Regions from separate parts of the Mus musculus genome. Here all the other regions are linked to region 2. A link is a contact called in public Hi-C data. All regions are on one chromosome and are shown on one strand. Each heading gives the region's core, a stretch centred on a gene start, on an enhancer-like site or on the middle of the called end of the contact. The rest is flanking DNA. Distances are from core to core; before and after follow the strand shown.

The links. A called contact is a pair of places that touch in the nucleus more often than the background predicts.
Region 1: a contact with region 2 is called in a Hi-C map of cerebral cortex, with 6 times the contacts expected there. The contact joins two enhancer-like sites. A contact is called at or near these places in 2 of 15 datasets of contacts at CTCF or cohesin (the NIH/3T3 cell line and pro-B cells), 14 of 484 Hi-C or Micro-C datasets (3T3-L1-derived adipocytes, the HL-1 cell line, Sertoli cells and 8 more), 3 of 115 datasets of contacts at active chromatin or transcription factors (the SCID.adh cell line, T-cell acute lymphoblastic leukemia and neural progenitor cells) and 1 of 9 other capture datasets (embryonic stem cells).
Region 3: a contact with region 2 is called in a Hi-C map of double positive thymocytes, with 8 times the contacts expected there. The contact joins two enhancer-like sites. A contact is called at or near these places in 10 of 39 promoter capture datasets (the 3T3-L1 cell line, 3T3-L1-derived adipocytes, the C10 cell line and 6 more), 4 of 15 datasets of contacts at CTCF or cohesin (the NIH/3T3 cell line, large pre-B cells, pro-B cells and 1 more), 87 of 484 Hi-C or Micro-C datasets (3T3-L1-derived adipocytes, the AML12 cell line, B cells and 53 more), 11 of 115 datasets of contacts at active chromatin or transcription factors (astrocytes, double positive thymocytes, embryonic basal ganglia and 7 more) and 2 of 9 other capture datasets (embryonic stem cells and embryonic tail).

Annotation. Positions count from the first base shown.
Region 1 is chr2:101,982,032-101,985,651 of GRCm38.p6, reverse strand. All of the region lies in intron 4 of Ldlrad3 (low density lipoprotein receptor class A domain containing 3), which reads left to right. Among named protein-coding and RNA genes, the nearest start is that of Gm39888, 8.1 kb to the left of the region's middle. Within about 2 kb of position 1,936, at least 105 of the 459 cell types and tissues checked have an H3K27ac peak or open chromatin away from gene starts, as enhancers often do. A contact at or near this core is called in the SCID.adh cell line, T-cell acute lymphoblastic leukemia, cerebral cortex and 2 more, where this site is marked.
Region 2 is chr2:101,903,515-101,907,252 of GRCm38.p6, reverse strand. No RefSeq gene overlaps it. Among named protein-coding and RNA genes, the nearest start is that of Commd9, 19 kb to the right of the region's middle. Within about 2 kb of position 1,267, at least 70 of the 459 cell types and tissues checked have an H3K27ac peak or open chromatin away from gene starts, as enhancers often do. A contact at or near this core is called in the SCID.adh cell line, T-cell acute lymphoblastic leukemia, cerebellum and 4 more, where this site is marked.
Region 3 is chr2:102,030,490-102,034,490 of GRCm38.p6, reverse strand. All of the region lies in intron 4 of Ldlrad3 (low density lipoprotein receptor class A domain containing 3), which reads left to right. Among named protein-coding and RNA genes, the nearest start is that of Gm39888, 41 kb to the right of the region's middle. Within about 2 kb of position 1,595, at least 33 of the 459 cell types and tissues checked have an H3K27ac peak or open chromatin away from gene starts, as enhancers often do. A contact at or near this core is called in cerebellum, cerebral cortex, double positive thymocytes and 1 more, where this site is marked.

The DNA of each region.
Region 1 (3,620 bases), core at 687-3,186, 78 kb before region 2:
GCAATTGAAAACCATTTCCCGCAAACTAAAAGAACAGTGCTTTTTAGCTAGAAAGGGAATGGCCATAAACCATGCTAAGCACATCGTCATGAAACTTCAGAGCCCCGACGGGAAGACAGAAACCCAAAAGTGTCTGGAGAGGACATTAAAGAGCAAAAGCATAAGTAAGAAACAGGTATGGAGAAGATACAAAACTCAAATGGCACCATGCATTTTAACAACATTGGGTATAAGATCGGCCCCAAGCAAAGACTTCTGTCTTAGATGCTATGCAATAAAGAGCTTCTCAGAAATGATAGAAAGAGGCCCTCCAAAGATCTACTAAAACTGCGGGTGTAAATGAAGCGAGAGCTACTGGGCATGGGGATCTGGAGGTTCAAAACTAGGTGGAGCGGACAGGGACAACCAGGGTGGATGCTGGGCAGCAGGTCTGTGGGATCCCAGGTCCAGAGCTAGGGGTAGGTTCCTGTGTAAAGCAATTGATGGGATATTTATGTACACACACACACACACACACACCAGTTCTCACAACAAAGTGAATAAAAGATAAGTGATTCTTGAGCCAATTATAATAAGTAGCCATGGCCCAGAAACACAGATCCAGGCTGCTACAAATACCACATTCCAACAAGGTATCAGTTTCATGATGATTTTATAGTTTGGCAGTAATCGTAACTCAGAACAACTTTTTTACACATTTAGGTATTTTACATGTGTGCGTGCACATGGTACCTCTGAAGGCTAGAAGAGGGCATCAGATCTTTAGAGTCATGGAATTCCTGAGCCACCATGTGGGTGCTGGGAGTTGAGCCATAGTCCTCTAGAACAGTGCTTCCTAATCTTTCTAAACGCTGTGACCCTTTAATAGGGTTCCTTATGCTGTGATGACCCACAACCATAAAATTATGTTGTTGCTAATTTATTAGTGTAATTTTGCTACTATTATGGAACATAAATGTAATTATCTGTGTTTTCCCTTGGTCTTAGGCTACCTCTTCATAAGGGTCCTTCTACTACTCCAGAGGGGTCACGACCCACACAGGTTAAAAGCCACTGCTCTAGACTAGCTGCCAGTGCATTTCCCACTGAGTAGTCTCTCCAGCTCTCTGGATATCCTTTAAATACACCGGTGGACCATCAAGGAGGCAGTTAGACAGCAAGCCGGGCTAATCGCAATTTAGCTTTGGGCTTTTGGAAGACTGGGGTCTGTTCATAAATTCCAAATGGATTTATGCAATAGTCACAAGGATCTTAGTCACACACAGAGGTAGGCAATACATGGCTCTCTAGGTGAGCTAAACATACCCAGTATACTTTGACTTTGTGCCTAGAACATTCCAAATCTCCATGATCATTGAAATTGTAAACAGTCAGTCCTGCGGTGTCTAATGTAGGTACAACTTTTCCTGGGAATTTCACTTGATTGACACGTAACGGCTTAAAGTACACAGCAGAGGAGGCTGACAAAGCTGGAGGCGAGGTTGCCTCTGGATTCATGAGAGATACATAGGATACTAAAAAAAAATGTTCTCCCAGAAGTAAAGTCTTGAAGCTATACTACTAGACTATGAGTCACTCATAATGCCTCCTTGCCAGAGATAACAAAAGCAATGGGTATCAAGAGTATATGTAACCAGGAACTTAAGGAGCATGCGCATGCCGAGGGCAGGGATGGTGATGAGTGTCAGCTAAATCCTCATCTTCCACAGTGGGGAGACAGTGGGTAATTCCTAACAAGGGTGAATCAAAGAGAAGCAATATAAGCTAAGTACTTAGAGACAGCCTAAGATCCATCTCACTAAAATTGGGGGAAATGTTTGCTTCTAGAGAGAGTCAGAGAATGTTGTTAACTTTCATCAAGCTCCACACAGCTCTTAGTCTCTTTAAATTGTGCACACATGTGACTTGTTTAAAAAAAAAAAAAAAAAGAATCCCAAAAATGCGCTGGTGAGAGCCAGGGCCACAGGCTGAGGCCACGCGCACACTGAGCTGTGCGAGAAACGGCTCTTTCAAGTATTCTCAGCCATGCAACAGATGGTCTGGGCGCGCCGAACCTCTCTGCACCCAGCTCTCGGCTTTGGAGCCTCTGCAGCAGTGGAAGGACAGATGCAGGGGTGACATTTCAGAAGCCTGTGACCTGACTTTTTTTTTCTCTGCAGAGTAACTGCAGAATGAGCCATTTATTGAAAAATCTTATTCTGAACATTTTGGTCAACCACAAAGCTGAGGAGGCGGCAGAGGTGCCATCCCAATGGGTCCGGGTCACATGCAGGCATCACAAGGGCCCTTTGTGGGCTAAGCTATAATGTAACCCAGGTCTTCAAAGCAAAGCCACATGGTGCCTATCTGAGGAGCCAGATAGGATCGATTCTCTTTTCTCCTGCTCTCTCAGACGGCTGGGATTCAATCCAGGGGTGTGGGTGGCAACACAGTCCTCTCCAAGCTGCAAATGCAGACTGTGTTTCCTAAACCAGCTGCCTGGCACCCTGTGGTGGATTAGCAGCGCCCCCTTTCCTAGATGAGGTCTCAGGCTTGTGGCCAGCTACCAAGACTGCAGAGCTCCCACTACGATCTCTGTCTGGTGCCTCTGAGCATTGACTGTGCAACCAGACCAAACTGCATTCATAGGCCCAACTTGATACTTAGCAAGCCTCTGTTCTTTCTTCTTTAAAATGGGGTGAGGCTGCATCCCTGGGGTTGTGGTGAACATCCTGTGAGCTGATGTGCATGTGTTTCTGATCCCAGCATCTGCGCCCAGTGGCAACTGGGTTGGGCAGAAAATTGTTACTTCCTTGCTTTAAAACCTCCATACCCTGTGTCTCCTTTGGGGTCCACTTCCTTCTTGCCTGGCCACTCTCTTTCTGCTAGAACTCATGTCACATTCAGCCATCAGAGAGTTTTACTCCCAAATATTGCTTTTATCCCTGCCCATCCCTGCTGGGGAACGCTCTGGGGTTATAAGACTAAATTCTACAGCCTGTTATTTAAGACCCGGTACCACTACCTCTTGCCTTTTCTCTATCTACTGTGTCCAAGCAGGAACCTTCTTTTCTCTTCCACGTAAGTCGCTGCTGCCTCTGCCTGCTGCTTACTGTCATAGTCCCCTCCCCCAAAGTCCTCTTTAAAGTATCACTTAAGAACTGGCGTGGAATAAGACCCACTTTCTTCAAAAGCTTCCATGACACTTCCACCTTATTCAGGCCTTTCTACCTCCATGGCTTTTCTCGCTAAAGTCAGCTCAGGCCTCTTGCAGTTTCCCTGGCCAGCAAAGCCCCTGTGCGCTGTGGCAAAGGTCTTCAGGATCTGCAACACTGGTGGACTTGGATTCAAGCCCGACCTCTGCAACTTCCCATACTGAGAGATCCCATGAATTACAGTATTTTTTTTTTGCTCAGTGTTGTAATTGGCCTATAGGGAAGGGAAGTTGTAAACTATAAATGTTGTCATCAAGAGATAACACCAGAAGTTGGTATAAATAACTCACAGATGAGGCTGGAGAGATGGCTCAGCGGTTAAGAGCATCGGCTGCTCATCCTAGAGGACCTGAGTTCAGTTCCTAGTGCCTACCTGGCAGCTCACAACTCCGTATATTGCAGTTCCAGGGCATCTGCTGCTCTTTT
Region 2 (3,738 bases), core at 18-2,517:
GAACTATATAGCAAGACACTTTCTGACACAGTAAGAGAACAAGAGAAAAAAAATACATAATATGAGAAGTAGGGGGGACTCCATTCTTGGTAGCCAGACCCGTCCATGCCTGTTACCAACAACTTCTATTCCCTCCATCCTCAGAACTCTACCCTGTTAATTCAGATTTAAGTCAATTTCTTCAATTTTGTTCCAAAAGCTTAAAATGTAGGTGGAAAGCTGGTTATGAAGGACATTGAGTATCAATTCTGAGTTTAGCCTTCATTCTGGGGCATTAAGGAGCCATTAAGAATTTGGGGCAGGGGAATGCCATTAGACTCTAGTCAGACAGTGGGAGCAGCAGGAAGAAGGAGGAGGAGGGGGAGGAGGGGGAGGAGGGGGAGGAGGAGGAGGAGGAGGAGAAGGAGGAGAAGGAGGAGGAGGAGAAGGAGGAGAAGGAGGAGGAGGAGGAGAAGGAGGAGGAGGAGGAGAAGGAGGAGGAGGAGGAGAAGGAGGAGGAGGAGGAGGAGGACGGGGAGGAGGAAGGAGGAAGGAGGAGGAGGAGGAGGAGGAGGAGGAGGAGGAGGAGAAAACAGAAATAGGAGAAAGCTGTTGAGCCCGAAGCAAGGAAGTCCAGAAAGTTACCTGGGCTCCTCACCAGCCATGGGGGTGGGGGTCAGAACACAGCAAACCCCCTTCACACCAGAACTGGGGCATTCTGCACAGGGCCTTACCTAGAAGAGGCAGCACGCAGAGCAGACATGTACCCGCCATGGATGGGCACCCTCCCCGACTCAGATACCTTCATACATAATTAACCTCCTCCAAGCAGTGCTGTCAGGAAGAGTTAAGCTTAATCTCTTTCTTATACAGATGAAGAAATCGAGATTTAGTTCAAGCAGCCCTAGACCTGCATCCTGCCTCCACTATCCACCCATGGTACAGAAAGTTCTCTGCTGGCTGAATCCTGGACCTGTGGTTGCCGCGCACAAACCTTGTTTGGCGAAGCTGTGTCTGGCCGGTCCAAAGGTACAGATTCTTGGATTTACTAGCCTGTGGCAGATGCATCGGGGCATTAGGGGAAAAGTCCTGAAAGGGGTCCCTGGGAGTCTGTCCCTGCTACCACTTCTCCTTCTTCCAACCTTTGCTGCCCTGAGGAGATAACGAGATAACAGGCCTGGATCTGAGGGCCTCTTTTACAGGTAGCCTCTCCCTAGCCCGGGCTCTGGGAGAGGTCTGCTGCCACCTCACCTTTCCCGGTCTTTGTTTTCATTACTAAGACAGATGAGATCGAGAGAACAAGTGCGCCATCTGCTGGGCTTATCATGCAAGTTCCAGCTGCAGCTAGCCGAGCAGCAGGCGGCGATTGCCTTCCTGTTTGGATTTTAGGCCTTATAGTTAGTTTTTTTGAGTCACCTCAGAAGATAGTAAGACCTCGTGACCAGTGACATCTTTTATGAAATGAATCCCAGAGACAGGCTATCACTTTATAGCTGGAAACTCGGTACCGACAGGAACTGCCCATCATCCGGGTACTCAGGCTGTGGGACGAGGCTGGAGAAAGGCAGGCATTCGGCAGGACCACAGAAACAATGGGGAAGATCAGGCAGAGGGAGAAAGCCCACTCGGGCCTTTCCCAAGCATTCAGGGCCTGCAAACTCTCTCTGTGGAGATTAGGGTCCTCTGGCACCATCCCTGTACTACTGCCGTTAGCAATTTTTTTTCTTTTCTCAAAACTGCTTTAAAAAGAGGTGGGGGGAATTAAACCATAGAAATGTGAGCACCAAAGAAGATCGGATTGTATAAAGGTCATCAGTATGCAGTTAAGAATGTTCAGGAGCCAGGCGTGGTGACGCACGCATTTAATCCCAGCCCTCCGGAGGCAGAGGCGGGCGGATTTCTGAGTTCCGGGCCAGCCTGGTCTACAGAGTGAGTTCCAGGACAGCCAGAGAAACCCTGTCTCGAAAAACAAAACAAAACAAAACAAACAAACAAACAAACAAAAAACCAAAAACCAAAAAACAAACCAACCAAACAAAAAGAATGTTCAGGAATTATCAGGATTGGAAGTCGGTGGATACAGGCTGAAAACAGGTTAATGGCTTGAAAACCTTCAAAGTTCTAGACGGCCAATAGCTTCTAGATTAGAGCATAAGGGGTTGGAGAGGTCACTCAGTGGTTAAGAGCACAGGCTGCTCTTCCAGAGGACCTGGGTTTAATTCCCAGCAACCACATGGCAGCTCACAACTGTCTGTAACTCCAGTTCCAAAGAATCTGACACCCTCACACAGACATGCATGAAGACAAAGCACCAATGTACATAAAACTAAGTCCATCATTTTAAAACACACACACACACACACACACACAGAGCTATCCTCCTGGTAGTTAAAGAGAGTTCCAGGACAGCCAAGATTATACAGAGAAACCCTGTCTTGAAAATCCAAAACAAACAAACAAACAAAATTAAACAGAAACAAAAGAAACGAATGTAAAAGGAATGATAACTAATAAGAGTTCCTTGCTTGTGGTAACATTCTCACCACACTGGACTCACATCTTGGAAGTTTGTGAACAGCAGGCCAGAGAGCTTGACTAGCAGTGCCTGGGCAGGGGGCCTGTGTGTGTGCAGAGACCTCACTGAGTGGCTCACTCGGGTGTCCATTTGTCTTCACACTGAAAATCATCAGAAACGGAAGGCAAAGGACAACGATCAGGATCCACAGAGGCAGCCGGCAGGGCTGATCTAGGAGGGTTGGAAGTCACCACACTCAAGGCAAACTTAGGTCACCTGTGGGAAATCACAAACTTTCTTCCGCTACTGAATCGGCAGCGTTGGGGAGATGGCTCAGATAGTAAAGGACCTGGTTTTAGATCCCCAGAATTCAAGTAAAGAAGCTGGGGTGGTGGCACATGCTTGTGATCCCAGAGCTGGGAAGAGAGAAGAAGATGCCTGAAACTCACTGGCCCATCTGCCTTGCATGTTCAAGGATGATCCAAGACCGCGTCTCGGAAAACGAGCTGGATAGTTCCTGAGGAAGCTCCAGCCTCCACATGCACATACACACTCCAACACAGCCTCATCCAGCGGCATGGGCAGACACAGGAAGAGGCACGGGGTTGGCTCAATGCCCTGATCTCCTTTTTCAACCTCTGGGGTCTGGGTGGTTTGAAGCAGCTCGTGAGCTCTGGGTGCCTCACTGTCAAAGCCCAGGGGCTCTGTTGATCCTGGCAGGGAAAGGCAGCCTGGCTTTCTGGAGTGAGGCACATCTACAGGCTCAGAGACAGATACATTGATCAGGACTAAGCTGCTCGCCTCTGTGCTGTGCAAGTGGAATGTGGTGGCCAGCCAGGAGCACTGTCACCCCAGAGATTGATTGTCACCCTTTGATGGACAGAGTCTACATCCCAAATATTCCCACACCCTGGGGAAGGGACCAGAAAATCACCAAGCAAGAACCTCCTTAGAGATCAGTGGGGGAGAGGTTCTTCGGAAATCGTATTGACCCAACCCGAAATATAGTACCAGAAAACAAGTCTATTCTTGCAAACAAAGCAAACAACAGCAACACAATCAAGTCCCTTATACAAGCAGATTATGCAAGGGCACCAGACGTATGCAGACTTTTCCAGGTTAAGTTCAGTGTGACCTCACACCAGTGTCATTGCATTCAAATACAATATCCAATCTCCCAGACACCCATAAAGCTCCTTGTATTGAGTTCTTTGTGAATGGCAATGGGTGGTAGGAACCTGAGA
Region 3 (4,001 bases), core at 346-2,845, 130 kb before region 2:
TACATTTTACATCTGCCTGCAGGTGTCTAAAGCACACACTTGCCTTGCTTTTGCTACCTCGAAGGTCTGGGTGGGGTGTTTTAGTGCCCTTCAAAAATATATCAGAATGTGTCCAGCTGTTTCCCCATGTGTTGGAGGAAGGAGAAGTATCCGAGGTAGCAGAGAGCTGGAGTTCCTTGCTGTTACATATTGATAGCAGAAGGCTTTTTATTTAAAGGAAATTGAGACCAATTATATGGCTTGCAATTAAACTCAGAAAGGGAATTGAAAGATGGAGAATTAATTTCCTGTTTGTTTGTGATACAGTATCTAGGCAAACAGTTAATCAGCACTTGTATCAACACCCACCCCATAGGGCTCAGCCCTGTAAGTGCAGCCTCCTCTGCCTCCCCCGAGAACACTGGTCCATCTTACACAGTTAGCACTGCCTTGCTCGGCCTTGCTCTGTGCCAGGTGCTTGACAAATGCAGATTCCTAAGTCACCGTGCACAGATGCTCGGCTAGGGCCTGGGGGGTTGTGATGTCACAGAAATCATTACATCCTAAGAGCAGCAGCAGCAACACATAGCAGACACGTGTGGTCAGACTTACACAAAGAGCAGCTTCAGGTGTGATGGGCAGTAGTAGGCAGAGGCCAAGGTTGGCCCTGAGAGACCATGCTGGGCCTCCACTTTTATAACCAAATGAAGGACACGGAGGGCAAATGCCAAGTCCTGTGGAGCAAAACAGGCAGATTTGAGATTTCGCACAGGAGAGGTGATAAGACCTAGCAGTCTGCTTTGGAGGGAGAGAGAGGGAAGGATGGGGGAGGGAGCCCTGTCTTCAGATGCCCTGGTCACCATGGGGGAGAGGTTAAGTTCAAAGGTGCACTGTACAATTCTGGAGGCCTTCTATTCGCCTGTCCCTCTTGACTATGTCAAAGCCAGGGAGTCTGACTTGCAGGGGTGGTGGCTAAGGCTACTATGAACAGGAGCTGGTGTCTCGCTGCTTCTAAGAAGGCCAGAGGTATGAGGTCTGGAATTTCCTGTCAATACAGCCTTCATCTTCACATCCAGCATCCTGTGTCTCAGGCCAGAATGAAAATAACAAGGAGCCAGGAAGGGTCCCCAACCGTGCTGCAGACATGAGCCAACCCAGCCAGGAAGGGTCTCCAGCCATCCTGCGGACATGAGCCTACATCCAGCCAGGCTTGCCACAGGTCCACGGGGCTTTCTGGGCTTAGAGCCTGTAGATAATTCCCTTTTCTCAGTTCCCATCCCAAGTTCTATAAGCTCTGCCACCCCCTGCAGGTGGGTGTAAGCTGAGGTTGGGCACTTTGCCAGGACAGCAGCTGAGGCACAGAGTTCTGCCATATTTCCGTCACAGTGAGGCAGTTGGAGGCTGTGAAAGGAGGTACTTTGTGGTGGCAGGGACTTTTGTACCACCCTTGCCCCACCCCACAGTCTTCTCGCCTCCTTTGGGTCTTTGCTTGGTGAACTGTTTTAGGACCACTTTCTGCCAAAAGATGTTTCCTTTCCCAGCCTCCACCCACATTGGTTGATAGGATAACCATGGCTCGGCTTCCTGCAAGCCCACGTACTATGTTCATTTAGCTCACTGCAGAGCATGGAGACAGGCGGCAAATGGCAATCACAAGCATGTGAGTCGTGTAAGGAAAAGTGTAGGGCACAATAGGATAAGAGTGGAGTCCTCTAAGCAGAGGTTTGCAGTTTCAATCTGGAGGTGGGCAGGAGTCTGTGAAGAGGGAAGCGGCTGCTAGGTAGAGGGAACAGCAAGGTGAGGGAACCCCCATTGGAAGAGAGGAAGTGTGGGGATGCCTGCCTGTAGTGCCCACCTGGGTCAGGTGGGGGCTGGTCCTAGATACAGCGTACGATCCTGACCTACATCTCTAGGGTACTGGGAGGTCAGGAGTGGCCCAGAAGACATTTGGAAGGAAGAAGCAGATGCGCCTGAGCCAGGTGAGACCAGAAGGCATTACAGGGCTCTGGTGAGCTGTTTTGGTCTCACCACAAGCCTGCAAGGCCTTTCTGTAAGCCTGAGTTGGAGCTGAGGTTTCTCTCCAGCCCCCTCTACCACTCTGTTACTGCTCATTGCCCTCTACCGAAAGTCTGAGTGCTTAGACCATGCTAGGCACCTGTGATCGTTTGCATATGCTTGGCCCAGGGAGTGGCCCTATTAGAAAGTGTGGTCCTGTTGGAATAGGTATGGCCTTGTTGAAGTAGGTGTGTCACTGTGGGCGTGGGCTTAAGACCCTCACCCTAGCTGCCTGAAAGTCAGTGTTCTGCTAGCAGTCTCCAGATGAAGATATAGAACTCTCAGTTCCTCCTGCGCCACGCCTGCCTGGAAGGTCTCATCTTGATGATAATGGACTGAACCTCTCAACCTGTGAGCCAGGCCCGATTAAATGTTGTTCTTATAAGAGTTGCCTTGGTCATGGTGTCTGTTCACAGCAGTAAAACCCCAATTAAGACAGCACCCTGAGTGGTGCTTCTTGTGACTCACCCCCTGTGCCTCTCACTGCTGCTGATTAGGAGCTTCTGTGGCTACGCTATGCTGTGGTATCATTGCACCACTCCTGGGGACTGTCAGCTCTGGAGTCTGAAATGCATTGTTCTCTGAATTTTAATCAAAGCACTTGATCTCCTGTTCTTCCAGTGTCAAGACTCCAGCATCCCAGATCATCCACCCCGTTGACTAGACAGAAACTTCTACCTGTGCTCCATCAGCCCTGGCTTCTCTCAGGATGCTCTTGTCTGACTTTGTCCCACCACAAGTGGGCCCAGTGGATCTCAGTGCACATGGATGGGAGGCTGTGCCTGTTACAGTGCTTGGATGAGGGATGCTTGCATTTTACACAAGGAATTACAGTGAAATGAGAGGCAGCTTGCAAGCAAGTTTTGGCCATGGGGGTTGGGGACGCTTTTCCTCTGTAATGTCCTCCCGCCTCTGGCCTTCTCAGATAGGGCAGGATTGGTATTTCTCTGTAAGGGAAGAAGTTGTATCATGAATGACAGTAGTTGGGTCCTGAAATTAACCAGTCATAAAGTAAATAAATACATTGGTTACTTTGGGGCCAAAGGACAATATACCAAACCAAGAAACAGCACCAAGTTTTTTTATGCTTAGCTTTTCTGAGTGAAATAGTATTGCTATTACTGGGGACAATCTGCCCTTTTTAAAGGACTGTGGTATAATACACAGCACACGGAATCTTCCATCTTCCGTGGTTTGTTTGTTTGTTTGTTTTGAGACAGGGTTTCTCTCTGTAGCCTTGGCTGTCCTAGAACTCACTTTATAGACCAGGCTGGCCTCGAACTCAGAGATCCGCCTGCCTCTGCCTCCCAAGTGTTGGGATTAAAGGCGTGCACCATCACACCTGGCCTTCCTTGGTTTTGAGGTGCAGCTCACCAGTGCAGAATACCGACTCCACTGGCTTACTCACATTTTGAATCCAGAAGAGAATGCCCAGATGTGTGTCAGGTCAGAACAGAAAATGAAAACAACTGTCTCTGGGCTGTAGAATCTGGAGTGTTTACGGAGGCTGCATGGTTTGTACCACAAATCTTGTCTCAGTGAACCCACCTGGGCCTGGAGCAGGGTGGGTGAAGGGAGGCAGGCACATCTGCATGGTTTGGAGCATGTTCTTGCGCCATCTAGTGTCCTTGGGGGCCTTAATCTAGCGGCTCCCGAGGCAGCTGGATTTCCCTGGCTCTGGGAGGAGGCTGCATAAAATCCCAGTGGCTTGAAAAGCGCACCAGGGAGATGTTTGTCTTTTTAGATCATTTGGATTTTTTTTTTCTTTCCCCAGCTCTGATCCCAGGGAAATTTGCAACTAAAATTGTGTTTCATTAACAGTCAGAACAGTTTGTCCCTTTGAAGCTCAGACAGGGTGAGATTAATATGAACCCGATATTAAGCTATTAAGCATCAATTTGGCAAACCTATTTATAAAAGAGCTGGAGATAGAAAATAAAGAAAGTCACATTAAGAGGCTTGTCTGC